Regions from separate parts of the Mus musculus genome. Here region 1 is linked to region 2. The links are chromatin contacts, called in public HiChIP or PLAC-seq maps. All regions are on one chromosome and are shown on one strand. The core of a region is the stretch at or near the end of the contact, and the rest is flanking DNA. Distances in the headings are between cores, read along the strand shown.

Region 1 (2,700 bases), core at 118-2,617, 220 kb after region 2:
GATAGAATTTTTGTAAAGAAACTCTTCCCCAACCTCTGTCCAGTGCTTGACTGTGAGTATCTCTATCTGTATTAGTCAGCTGCTGGTAGAGCCTCTCAGAGAACAGGCATGTGAGACTCTTGTCTTCAATCATAACATGGTATCACTAGTAGTGTCAAGTATTGGTGCCTATCCATGGGATGAATCCCAATTTGGACCTCTCACTGCTCAGCCACTGCTTCAGTCTCTGATCCATTTTTGTCCCTGTACTTCCATTAGAAAGGAATAATTCTGGGAAAAAAAATTGGAGATACACGGGTGGCCCTATGCTTCCCATGGAGGTCCTGTCTGAAAATTGGAGGTGGTATCTTCAGATTCCATTTTCTCACTGTTGGGCATTTCAACTAATATCTCATTGAGTGCTGGGAGCTTCTCACACCCCCAGGTCTCTGGGACTTTCTAGAGGTTTCCCCAACCCCACTCCACTTGGGGATCCCTATAGAAGAGCTAGGGAAAGGATTGAAGGAACTGAAGGGGAAGAACAATAGTGTCAATTAATCAGGAAATCTAGGAACTCCCATAAACTGAGCTACCAACCAAAGAACATACACAGGGTCATCCAAGGTCCTGGGCCCTTATGTACCAGAGGACAACCTTGTCTAGCCTCATTGGGAGAGGATACACCTAATCTTGCAGAAACATGATGCCCGAAGGTAGGGAAATATCCAGTCTAATGGTAAGAACTCTGCTAGAGAGGGCAGGAAGGGGGAGACAACATTTGGAATATAAATAAATAAAAAATTAATTAATAAAACAACAGCAAAGAAACTTCTCTTTGCAATAAGTAGTAGTGAATACAGACACATGGCTTCAAACATGCTGAGCACAATTGAGAGTGGAGTGCTTAGACCTAAATAGGATATTCATAATGTCACAACTGAGACTTAAAAAGACAGGGAAGAAAAAATACAAGAGTCAGAATATTGGAAAATGGGCTATGAAGGGTGACCTTTTGGGCATGTCCTAGTCTATACATTCATAGTCATGAATTCACAGCAGCTGTGGCTGTCTATTATGAACCTCTACAACACAGAAACTCTGAGCATGAATTGGCAAGGGCCTCAGTAAAGTCTTCCTACTCTTCAACTACTGGAAATGGACCAATTCATTAAGAGGAAATTTCATTATATGCGTCCATTTCTCTACTGCGGAGTTGAACATGCTACAGTCCATAGTTCTAAACCTATAATTTCACAGCTTGCATTATTTAAAGCAGTGGGTCTCAAAGACCAAGTGAGCAAATGAACAAAGATATAATTATGGGAAATAAATTTGTGGAGGAAATTGTGGTGACAAGGACAGGAGGTAAAGAAACAAAGGTGGCGTTTGGGGAAGTCAGAATATCTTATAAATATATGCAAATGTGAAAGAATGAATTCAGTCCATTCTTAGAAAGATCTTAGTAGTGTCTGTTTTTCTTTCTTTCCTTTTTTTTTAACTTTACTTCTAGGAAATCTTAAAGTGTGCTAATATGTTTGTGAATCATGCTGTTTGACTCTCAACAAAACCTTTAATTTTACCAGTAACTGACTTACCAGGAAAAGTCAGTACACAGAATTTGACATGATTATTTCTTCTCTTGGAAATGTAGTCCCAGATCAGGAGTAGAGATTTCTAGAAATGAGCATTTAATAAATGTACGACTTTTACAGAAAATTATCTAAGAGACAGGATTTTAGTTGATGAAACACAAGCTCCTTACCTCCATTTTCCCCAACTTAATATTAGTCCATTTTTTCTGCTGTGGTGGTGATGTAACAGAATTGTGTAGCACAGCATGTTTATTAAAAAATTCAAAAAAGAAAAGGAAAAAAGAAAAGAGAAAAGAGAAGAAGAACATTATAGACACATGGTTTTAGTGACTGGAAGTTTTAGAATGATAAGCCAGTCATTTAGATTAATAAAACAGTCTGTGTATTTATTTCTCTGTTCCTTTAGTAAGAATGGGTCAATGGAGATTAATTCTGAGGGTTTTATTTCCATTACACATATTTGTATACTAATTTTAGAGCACATGCATAGTGCCTGAGAAGTAAGTAAGATGGCCACATTAACAGTAAAAATGCAAAGAAAAAGCTTCATTGAGAAAAGCTTGCAAAACAGCACATCATGTCAACAGAAAACAGAAAACCATCTGGGAAGTCAATAATTAAATAATTAGGAGGTTAAGTATGGTATTAACAAGAATGTTTGATAGAGCTTAGGACTAATGCCTAGAAAAAGAAAGCAACAAATCATTTGTATCTAAATCCAATGCAAAGTATTAGATGGGAGAGAAAGTTCAGTTCATGATATCTCAAACCTAGAGAGGTCAATTTCAGTTAATGCATCAGAGATCTTAAGTTGAAAATTCAACAATATCAATACAAAACAAAATATGCCAGTAAACACATAGGCTATTTTGAGTTGTTAATAATAATGTACCATCCAGAAAACTTGGCTATGTCTGAGTATAAATCCAAGGGAAAAATACATCAGGCTTCTGATTTGTCCATTCTAAAATATTTCACCTACTTAAGTTCATCAATCAATTTGTTTAGTCTGGGTGAAAGACTATCTTCAACTTGAGTCACAAATCACACCAAATCTTCTGGTGCCTTCATTGAATTTCCATTTATTTTCTTGTGTGTAAACATCAAAATTATCTCAAATTAAATAACT
Region 2 (2,896 bases), core at 31-2,530:
AGTTTGAAGGACTTTGTTGAACTCAACCATCAAACTTTTCCTGCCAAGGCTCAGAGCCTTCTGAGTTAGATGAGGTAGAAAGAATATATAAAACCCCAATTTGTAGACAATACCATGGAAAAGACATCATTGAGACACAACAATGTTGGTCCACATATAAACTCAGAGGCCAGAATATCACACAGAAGACATGTATACGCTCAAACAGGACAAAGTCCAAACACTGAGAAAGGGACCAAAATCCCACAAGTAATCAAGAACTTTCTTTGTACATGACACCTGCTGGGAAAGGGAATATCAGTTTTTCTCCAAAGAGGTGTTGCTGGGTATATGAAGCACACTCCAGGCCAGGCTTCATGACCAAGAGTAGTTGGACAACACAAAATTTACTCCATATTATTTCTGTGTGCATTTTGTTTTGTTAATATTGAATTATTGGTTTTCTTTTTTTTCTCATTTTGTTTCTTTGTTTGTGTCATTTGTGGGCCTATTTGTTGTTAATTTTATGTTTATTTTGTTTTTGCTTTGTGGGAGAGAGAGAGAGAGAGAGAGAGAGGAGAGAGTGAGGGAGAGAATGAAGGAGGGAGGGAGGGGGATGATGGGAGGAAGGGAAGAAGGGAGAGAGACATGCACACACATGCACACACACATATGTATATATGTGTGTATGTCTGTTGGTGTAGTATATGTGTATGAGACAGAGCTGAGGATTTGTTCAATTAAATAAATATTAGTAGTTAAAACTGTTGCTCCTGACATTTATTCTTTCCTGTTGTCAACATGTCATTTTATCAGATAAAATAAACCAACAGTTAGACTTACAAGGACATTTTAATTGTGGTAGTTAAGGTCATTTTGGAAGATCTAGTTTTCACTTTTTGTATGGTGACATGGAACATGTTAAATATTTTTCTATCATCAGCTATGTATATTTACCAGTTATGTGCAAGATATAAATTGCAATCCTAGTGTCCAGCAATGTACAATTTTAGTAATTTTGTCATACCTTTAGGGCACTGACAGTTAACATCAGAAAAAAAAGACATTATCATGGCTTAAAAAGCAAACAAACAAAGTTTAGGAACTTAAACTTTTAATCTAATTTTTATTCTATTCTTATTTCTTTATATTATAATTTCAATAATGTACAATAATAAGCCATTCTTATATTTAAAAATTATTGGAGCCAAGGTTGAAATTGTTTTAGTAAAATATATGTGAACTTCTTCCTTCTGTGGTTCAGCAGCTCTGAGATGCTGACTATATCCTGTTGAAAACAGGCTTTCATAGAAGTGAAACTTGGTCTCTTGGGTCCCAAGCATCATCACCATCTCTCTTCACATCCTCTCACTTGCCTTGCTATTTCAGTAAGATGTCTATCATCATTAATAAGAAATCCTAACTGTTTGTACCTAAATGTATTTCCATTAAAATAATAATAAAAATTTACTTGAGCTTTATTTTCTAAACTTTACTAGCTTAGATGAAACAGCACAGATGTTTGTGTGCATAGCATACCTATATTTGTATGCATATTTGTTACTGCATGCTGTATCTATGCTATATTTCAAAGTTAGTCACTATTTGACTAGGTGTTATAGATGAATATTCATTTTTAATGCTAACATACAAAGTAATGAATATCACTATTGTATTTGTATATATACTTTGATCTTATACTCACCAATATATATCCTTCTGTAAAGAATACACTTGTGCATGCATAAATAAGAAGAAATGGAGATAACATGTAGACCACAAATATTACTTGACAATGTGCTGAAATGTTAATTAAAATATTAAATAGCTAATCCATTTCTTTTCAGAAATAACAATTTCTTGAGAGAATTCTTTGTGGCTGAATATTCTTTGTGTGCTCTCTTATCTATTTAATATTCCCTGAACTTCTCATGTTATGAGAGACTGTCTCAAGTCTGTTGAATTTCAGTAGGGTGTATACATACAGCTTTGCTGTTTGATTGTCATGTTTTTCTTCATAATAAATTTTATGCTTGCATATATGTATTCATTCATATATGGTACAGATGTTTACATTTAACAGTGAATATAAATAAGACATAAAACTACAATTACATGTCAGGTAGTGACTGTTTATTTATTACCAATTTGCAAGTGCTTCATGTCTTCCAGTAATCCTATTGAAAATCATTTCAGATGAGAACATTTACTCTCATGGACCTGTGTACTCAGACATCACTATTATATCCTCAGTATTTTACAGGATTGTTGGCTAAAAAAAAAGAAGTCTGGAGTACAAGGTAAAATTTGAGTATCCAGTTTTATGGAAATATACAATATTCTTGGATAAAGGGAGTGATTAGAAATAATATGTTACTTAATTTAAAATATTGGTATTCTCTGCATGAATATGTTTATTGTAGTTTTTAAAGTGTTATATCAAACTTTGATCTTTCCCTCTGCCCATTCCAACCTCCCCCTTTCCTTTGAGAAGAGAAGCATCCTTCTAGGTGTCCTTTCATCTTTTTCCAACTAGCCCTCCAAACCCTACTTCATCAAGTTACTAGGTACAATCCCCTCCCACTAAGGCCAGATAAGGCTGTCTATTTAAGGAAGCAGGACACACAGGCAGGCAGGCAGGCAGGCAGGCAGGCAGGCAGGCAGGCAGGCAGGCAGGCAGGCAGGCAGGCAGCAGATTCTGGAACAGTCTTCACTCCAGCTGTGGGTGGACCCGCATGAAGACCAAGTATTCATCTGCTACATATGGCCAGGGGTCCTAGGTCCAACCCATGCTAGATCTTCGGTTGGTAGTTCAGCCTTTGTGAGCTCCCAAGGTTCCAGATTAGTTGAGTCTTTTGGTCTTCTGTGGAGTCCCCTGTCCTCTTTGGATCCCTCAATCCTTTTCAGAATCCTTTAG

What was found. HiChIP or PLAC-seq counts read pairs in DNA pulled down with a chosen protein or histone mark.
Region 1: an H3K4me3 HiChIP or PLAC-seq map of the 230-238 cell line shows a contact between it and region 2, with 4 times the contacts expected there. The contact joins two enhancer-like sites. A contact is called at or near these places in 1 of 15 datasets of contacts at CTCF or cohesin (pro-B cells), 1 of 484 Hi-C or Micro-C datasets (the 63-12 cell line) and 2 of 115 datasets of contacts at active chromatin or transcription factors (the 230-238 cell line and large pre-B cells).

What each region holds. Positions count from the first base shown.
Region 1 is chr14:94,761,569-94,764,268 of GRCm38.p6, forward strand. No RefSeq gene overlaps it. Among named protein-coding and RNA genes, the nearest start is that of Gm33450, 27 kb to the left of the region's middle. Within about 2 kb of position 1,368, at least 3 of the 459 cell types and tissues checked have an H3K27ac peak or open chromatin away from gene starts, as enhancers often do. A contact at or near this core is called in the 230-238 cell line and the 63-12 cell line, where this site is marked.
Region 2 is chr14:94,546,306-94,549,201 of GRCm38.p6, forward strand. No RefSeq gene overlaps it. Among named protein-coding and RNA genes, the nearest start is that of Gm23324, 99 kb to the left of the region's middle. Within about 2 kb of position 1,281, at least 6 of the 459 cell types and tissues checked have an H3K27ac peak or open chromatin away from gene starts, as enhancers often do. A contact at or near this core is called in the 230-238 cell line and the 63-12 cell line, where this site is marked.